Linked DNA regions of Triticum aestivum: region 2 is linked to region 1. A link is a contact called in public Hi-C data. All regions are on one chromosome and are shown on one strand. Each heading gives the region's core, a stretch centred on a gene start, on an enhancer-like site or on the middle of the called end of the contact. The rest is flanking DNA. Distances are from core to core; before and after follow the strand shown. Region 1 holds the start of LOC123051789 (protein HUA2-LIKE 2). Region 2 holds the start of LOC123051795.

What was found. A called contact is a pair of places that touch in the nucleus more often than the background predicts.
Region 2: a contact with region 1 is called in a Hi-C map of leaf, with 4 times the contacts expected there. The contact joins the promoter of LOC123051795 here to the promoter of LOC123051789 in region 1. A contact is called at or near these places in 2 of 5 Hi-C or Micro-C datasets (both in leaf).

What each region holds. Positions count from the first base shown.
Region 1 is chr2D:83,669,279-83,673,257 of IWGSC CS RefSeq v2.1, reverse strand. LOC123051789 (protein HUA2-LIKE 2) reads left to right here and starts at 1,950. Exons shown (of 14, transcript XM_044474767.1): 1 at 1,950-2,254; 2 at 3,528-3,604. The coding sequence starts at 2,132. LOC123051791 (rhomboid-like protein 19) reads left to right here. Exons shown (of 8, transcript XM_044474768.1): 7 at 131-262; 8 at 833-1,174. The coding sequence ends at 932.
Region 2 is chr2D:84,007,727-84,011,766 of IWGSC CS RefSeq v2.1, reverse strand. It overlaps LOC123051795, which reads right to left and starts at 2,010. Exons shown (of 7, transcript XR_006424302.1): 1 at 1,584-2,010; 2 at 702-1,495; 3 at 382-606; 4 at 1-124.

The DNA of each region.
Region 1 (3,979 bases), core at 701-3,200:
TATTACGGCTTCCCCTTTATATAATACTAAGATAGTTTACGGTTGAACTTCCTGACTAATTTATAAAAACATAGCCAAATTCTGGATTTGATAGCCTTCATATTTGGATTAATTTATTAAAAATATGCAGACCAGTTCTGGATCCAATAGCCACAATATTCCATAGGCTTCTGTGTGGAAGATCTGATAGGGCAGACCGGGGTCAGACATTGGAAACGTCATCATTGCCGGGTTCAGATTCTACTGAGGCAAACAGGAGGAGGTTAGTTTTTGTGACTTGTTCTCAAGTAACCCTTGCTCACACAAACTAGTCTTTGCAACCCTTCAGTACTTCCCCTCTGTATCTTTGTTAATTATCACACATAGGCAATGCTCAAATGAATATTGGATTTATGTTTTGAGACAGTCACTCCTTTAGGATTATTTATACTTTGCGCATGCAGTTTGTGAGCTTGTGGAATCTATGTTGTTACGCCATTCCGTTTGAACTGATTGCGATATTCTTAGTTTTGGGTCTTTTGGTTCAGTAACTAATAGCCCTATTTGGTGCTTCGGTTGCTGCAAGAAATGCATATATGCCACTCCCTCTGTTTCTAAATAGAAGTCTTTCTAGAGATTTCAATATGGACTACATACGGATGTTATAGACATATTTTAGAGTGTAGATTCACTCATTTTGCTTCGTATGTATTCCATATTGGAATCTCTAAAAAGACATATTTTGGAACGGAGGGAGTAGTAGTGTACTCGAGAACAAGTCACAAGAAATGCATATATGCATATGTGCTAGTAGTGTACTCGATCTCACTTGGTTCTGTTGATCTCACTGCAGGGAAAGGGGTCAAAGGGCACTGGAGCAAAGATTGGCTGAGAAGCTGGCTGCGGTCAAGAGTACAGAGAGCACGTCTCTCGACGCATCCGACAAAGTTTGAGCCTTCTGCAAAAATGACCTGCGAATGTTGTGAATTCCCGGTGCTGCGTTACCCAAGTGACGTTGTCTGGAGGATGGGGAGCATCGTCGGTTCGACCGCGAGCTCTTTCTGTTCCCTAGTTTATATCCATCTGTAAGTGCTTCTAGGGGAGGCGGTGATGCGAGAATGTGTGATTTTACTGATTTAGGGAACCGAACCATATGCCGAACTGTGCAATGATAGCATCATGTTTGTTAGCACAATTTAGCCGCATGCTGACTGCTGAGAGTTTTTCGCATTGCATTTTTGAGGCCCAGAGGCGTTCCATGAGCATGAATGAGTTGCCGCATTGGTCTGTTTGTCGACCGTTCGATTCTATCTGCTTGAGTTATGATTGCCATGAGTAGGCGATGACAGTCTGAGAAGGCGTTGTGGTGAATTAAGTTGGTAGTGTTTGGTAAATGACATGATGCTATGTGTATTGAGTGTGGTAAAATAATAAAGTTTCTTTTCATATAAGAATGAGAAAATCTTATTTGTGTGTGCGAACTAGCAGCCCCAGCCCACCTACTCGGATTCAGATCCTCGTGTCTAACACATGCGCGGTCAATTTCACACTTCAGAGTGTAATTTATTATGTGTTCGCGGTATGTTGTAGCGTGTTGTTACATCGCGTGTGCGTCCGCGGAAATAAAATGGGAGATTTCCAAACTTTGCTTACGGAAGTTTTTTCTTTTAAAACACAAGCGAGTGATCTGACTTTGCCGACACACGACCATTCGTGCAAAACCTCATAGGCCCACGAAAGCCCAGTGAGCCCAGGCCCATCGCCGACCAAGCCCTTTCACGTGTTCGAGCCCTCCTTCCTACCACCAAACCGAACCAGACCAAACAAACCCCACAGAGACACGAAACCAGCCAGAGCCGGCAGCAGCGAAACGGGGAAAGAAACACAGAAAAGGGAGAAAAGAAATTAAAAAAAGAGAAAAATCTCCGAGCCCAACCAAGCCGCCTCCCCCATCCCCCCACTCCGGCGCTCCATGCCTCCTGGCCCCCTCCTCCTCCTCCCCCCCGCCGCCGCCGCCGCCGCCGCCACCGAGCCCATAGGAGCGCCCGCCGCCCGCCCCAGCGCCCGGCGGCCGCGCCGCCCCCTGGTCCGCTAGCCGCAGCGGACGCGCCCTCTGGCCGCCGGTTCTGGGCGGGCGGGAGCGGCGTCGGCGATGGCGCCGACTCGGAAGAAGCGCGCCTCGTCCGCGGCCGCGGCCGCCGCCGCCGCGGCCCAGTGGAAGGTCGGCGACCTCGTGCTCGCCAAGCTCAAGGGCTACCCGGCGTGGCCGGCCATGGTGAGTCGCGCGCCCCCTCGCTCCTTCTCTCTGATCTGGGGCTCCTCTGGCGGTCTGCCTGACCTAGGGTTCGGCGAATCATGTTCTGGGCTGGGGAGCTTGCTTAGGGTTCGGTTAGGTAGTAGTTCCGTTGTACTGTACCGCCATGACTCGCAGTAACAAATGAGGTCTATACTCTATAGGTAGCTGCTAACTCTGATTTCGTGACCCTTTCTGTTTTTTTGGCTATAATAGTGGCGATCCTAGCGAGGCCTGGCATGTTTAGGGTTCTGAGACCATGGAGGTAGTTGGTGGTTAGCCGTATGCAAATTCTTTTGTTCTTTGCTTGAGGTTCCTGCTAAATCGATGCACCAAACTACCGATCTGGTGCTCCGAGTTCATGCACTTCTCAAGTCTTGATTCTAGTGAGGTTTAGTGAATGGTTGTTGTAGTTCAGATTTCACCCATGTGGCAGTTGGGGCTTCATGGAGTTCCGATCTGTTTGGAGTCAGGCAGCTGAGCTTGCTTAGTTTTAGTTTTTGTTTCGGTACATGATGGTGAGGTTGATAAATAGTTCTCGTGGGATAAATCTTAGTGCTTCACTCTCATAAGATTTATTTTGCGAGATCCTGTGTAAGTGTACTGCCTTTATGATGGAACCACTATAGTCTATTAATGTGATCCCGTGTAAGTGTACTGCCCTTTGCTAACCCTAATGTTTACTCACTGTCCTAAAGTTTTGCTTTGAGATGCTCATTTGCTGTACTTGACAGATTACTCCTTGTTTTCTCCTGCGCTTTAGCTATTAAGCATTTCCCCATACTCCGCCTTTTCTCAAGCGTTCTATTTTATGACGACTTAGTTCTCCAAACAGTTATGTACAGGCTTGATTTTATTTTAGCTAACCTTCCTGTTAACATGGCTTGACAGCACTTGCCATTTTAAGCTTTTGTTATGGTGTCTTGTTATGAGAAAGTTCACAAATCCTGCAGTTGCTTTTCACTATTGCCAGGAGAGTAGTTCCTCTCTGTACACTTTTTTGGGAAATATCTTTTTGCTATTATTGCTAAGATTTTGAGGAATATTCTTTAAGCTATAGGATTTCTAGGATGAAACTGCTTAGTTGCTTGTTGGTTAAGACTTCCAGTTTCCTTTTGTATCTGTTCCATTCCTGGTCTGGCTTGTTTAGTCTGAAAAGCTGTGTTTTGGGGCACTGATATTTGTTTGAACTTAAACTGAAAGATCACAGGAATCATAATGAGCACTTGATTTACGGATATCCATACTGTTACAGATTAGCGAGCCGCAGAAATGGGGGCTTCCTTCAACTAAAAAGAAGTTGCTGGTCTACTTTTATGGAACTAAAGAGATGTAAGTTCTACTTTGTATTTAAGATTGTCCTTATGAATTGACAATTATTGGTTGATGCATATTTTACCATATGCACCATTTGCTTGTGCCAAACTATCAAATAGTTTCTCATGTTAGTTGTCGATTATTTTTACAATAGTTTAGCTCTTTGTCCTCTTTTTACTAGTTACTACTTACTGCATGAGATATGATGAGACATGGTATATATTTTTATTTTGATAATTCATCTATTTTCTTTTGTGACAATGAGCACAATGAGTATGTCTGTGTTAGCTTTTGTCTATTTACATGTAAGCCATGTGTTGTTTCTACACGATTCTGTTATTTGTGTAAGTGCCCAGTAGATGGTTCCTGTCACGATGACCACATGATGGG
Region 2 (4,040 bases), core at 761-3,260, 340 kb before region 1:
AAATGCCCTGATTCTAATTACGATCTCCACCTACTGGCTGATTCAATAGATCCAAGTTGTGTGTATTGCACAAACTCCAAATAAATGTGTGAGGGAAGCTTGTCACCAATCCATGTCCGGGTTCCTATGTAAAAAAATATCTGTTTCTAATAACGAACATTCATAGGAAACTAATAAATGGTCTACTTAAGTGCTAGTGATGCAAAATGCTAAATCTATGAATTCCCAAGAAGAGAGGCACTCCTCAAAAGCAAACTATTTTAGTGATCCAAACATGGTGCATAAGATATCTAAAAGGGTTTCAATTAAATTTTAACAGTCTTTAACTCCACTGTCACAGAAATCTTTACAGGGAAAGCATATGTAGGAGTTATGGCTGACCTGTTTACTGTTGGAAGACCATACATTCACAGGCTGCCTACCCAGACATCGCGGTAGCAGGTAGCTGCTTTGGATCACCAACCTTAAAAGGATATGTTACTAAGTAGTACGAGCTAGCACTGTAATGTTTGCTTCATATATTAAGAGAGACCACACTACCATTCTGCACTTTGTTACTTTTGACTTTTGTAGCTGAAGTGGAATCAAAGTTGCAGGCTCAAGAGTCTAAATAGGAGTAAACCAAAACAAGCTCAGATAAAATATTTAAAGCTAGCTTGATTTGAAATGGAATAGTTAGTATTGAGAGCCTGAGACCCCACCTATGTAGCTTCATCGATAACAACATCAAACAAGGCTTGCTCAGAGAAATTTCCATGTTTGATAGCTGAAGCAGTTTCTGAGCAAACTCCATATATATCACCTCCACACCAACTGAGTGTTTTCACAACAATTTCTATTTCTCTAAAAATTGACTTCCTATAGGAGGCACTACTTTCACTACGTGTTTGCTGTTTCAAGGACACATGTCTATCTTCAAATGGCCTTCTTTGTACAGAGAGATCTTTCAACAGATCTGAAGCAGTAAATCCTTCATTCTCCTTCCCTGAAGACAAACCTTCCTCACCAATCACATCATCAATAGGCAAATTTTATTCACTGTCTAAAAGAAGAATTATGTGTTCAATTTCTGACCCGGGAGAGGGCTTCATCATTGTTTAAAGATTGTCCCGGCCAATATGTCTCTCCTGATCTGTGTGCATAATCAGAGAAGGGATGGTGTCAATTGATTTTCTGGGCGCCTTCTTGAAAACCGCAAGATTAAGATTAGATATTCTACCTTTAAGTTCATCCGTATCAATTCCTACATCTGAAAGAAGATAAAATTATTACCAGACATTGGCGCTTAGCCCCTTCCGGCACTCGTCCTCGCTGAGCACCACCAGCAGCGGGCGCACCACCGGCACCTTGGCGTCTCCTCCTCACGTCGCCTCCGCGCTGCTAAGCCGTACCAGGAGGTTCTCCTCCGCCTCGTTCCGCCTGTAGGCGGCAGTGGTCGCCTCGATGGCTGCCGAGGTGCGCCTGCGGCGGGGAACCCTAGCTAGCAGGAGAAGATCTGGGAAAGAATTGCAGAGAGAAGGCTGAGAGGATGAGGCATGTTTTTTTAGTGATGAAGCGTGGGTGGGAGGGGACGGGAAAAAAACCTGTTTAGCGAGGGGAATGGACGAAGGCCGATGAAGGCGACGGCGGAACTTAGCCCACTTGCTCGATCCACTCGACGATGTCGACGCCTCCGCGCACCCGAGCCCTACCTCGTGCCGATGGCCGGCGAGGAGCAGCAGCAGGACCACCGCCGCACCTCACCACTCCCTTCTCTCTCCCTCCGGCCTCCCATCTCCTTCCTTCCGTCCTCCCACGCCAAGCCTCGTGCTCCAAGCTCGGGCCGCTTTCCTCCCAGATCCGTCGCCTGCGTGCCATTTCCCACCAGATCCGGCGAGATCCGGCAGGTCCTCGTCGACCGCGCCACCGCAAGCCGCCGCAAGGCCGCCGCCGGTCTCGTCTGCGTCGTGGGCGACGCCCCAGTCCTTCCCGCTCGACCGCCTCTCCACTAAAAAGAATCGCGGGTTGAATGCTAAAAACTGTAGGGTTCTTTTCGTAAGAGCGAAACGTTTTTTTCAGATATCGACTTAAAAAGGGACTGCGGTTGAATATGAAAAAACAGAAGAACTTTTCTGCAAAAAGGCCGCGACGGTAAAACTTAACCCGTACTTTATTATTATTAGGGAAAGACTAGTAAAAGGGCCCGTGCGGTGCAACGGGAGGCCTTCACACTACCTCGGCTCTTCCTAGCATCGCCTTGCCCTCTTGTGTCGAGACGCGCCTTCTTTTGTCCTTGGCACCTCTCATCTTCAGCCACAGTTTGTGCTCCTGTTTGGACACATAGAATTGATGATCTTAAATTATACTCTCTCCGTCAGATATATAAGGTACATCGGGTTTAATTCAAGTCAAACATACGTATGTTTGATCAAGATTACTTAAAAATAAAATATCAATACAAAATAAATACAATATAAAAATACATATTTCTCCTATTAATATTTCATCATGCCTCACGAATTATAAACCCCGTTTGCTTAGCCATTTAGTCGACCCTGTCCAAGTGACCGATTTATTGGGAATTAATTTCTCTACCCTCTACGCGTGCAAGTCCTCCCCACCGTGATTCTCTCAGGTGCTTGCTAATTCATTGGAAGGCCTCTCTTTCTGTTTTCAAGTTGTGTTTGTTTATTCCCGAAGCCACTTGTTGATATTCCAAGCAACTTGCCAACATATATAAATTGGTGGGAATCAGTATCGAAGAGCAGGGTGGGACTATTGTATGTAAACTTTGTATACTGCTAAAATGCTCTCCCTCTGATTTCAAGAAATGCCAAAAGATAGCTCGATCACGGCCCATAAGAGAAAGCCCATAACAGAAGGATATAGAGCGCGGGTCGAGGCCGAGCGTGCTACTATGAAGCGGAGGTAGCCTAAAAAACACCCATGAAGCGGAGGCTTGCGTGAAAATTTCCAATTGGATCAAACCACATTTTCAACATATACCTTTACAATCCCATACACACCAGGCAGTATTATCGAGATCTTTTTCACCATTAATATTTCCACTTCTTCATACCGCACAATGGATAGGAGTGCCTGTGTTAATGTTTGACGCACAATTTGAACTTGGTTATCTCCCAATTTAAAAAGTCCAAAGAAGCACTCTCCCTGTCCGTGCAAGTGTCCAAAGATGTGTGTGTGCATGCTGAATTACATGTAGGGGAAGTCAAAAGAGGAATACTTGTACCTTTGAATATTTGACCTCCGAGTATGTCTACCATGCTGGAATTTAGTCTATTTTGGGCAGCCCAATAACTATTTCAGAAATTTCTAATAAATCCTAGAGGCCCACTTAGCCCATTTGTGCAAGGCAAGGGATACTACTAAAGTTTAGTCTCACATTGCTAGTTTAGTGGGAGTTGGACCTCCTTATAAGGGAGGTTCTTTCCCCACTTGTATGAGCATGAGAACAAGAGGGATATCCACGCGCGCTCCTCCTCCGCCGCCCGCCATGCCGCGGGTTGCGGGAATGAGCCGATATCTAAATTTTTGCCACGCACTACGGTATACGAAAGGTCACTCGGGAGCTGCAAAGTTTTTGTTGTAGTGAACATTGAATACGAACGATGCACCCTTCGGCTGCTGCCTGTTCGTTTCATCTCCCGCGTTCCCTTCAGCTCCCGGCGCAGCCTCTCGCCTCCTTCTCTTGCGCCTATAAAAGGGAGGTCGCTCCTCTCAGAGAAAGGCACCAGAACTTCTCCTTCCTCTCGCCACCGGTTCCAATCTCTGTGCTACTGTTGTCTTCCTCATCCCGGCTTGCGGCGTGCACCGCGAGTCGGGACAGTAGGCCTCCGAAACCGCACCTCTTTGAGTCCTGTACGGGAGAAGGGTGATAAGGTTTTTGGGGAGCGCTCCACGCGACTACTGACTTCTTCATCACGGACTCCGACGACTACTTCCCCGACGTCGACAATCTCATCAACGACATGGCTGGAGAGGATGTCGACCCCAAGTCCAGTGTTTCTGCTGCTGCTGTCCCGTACGTGTTCTTCCTCTTT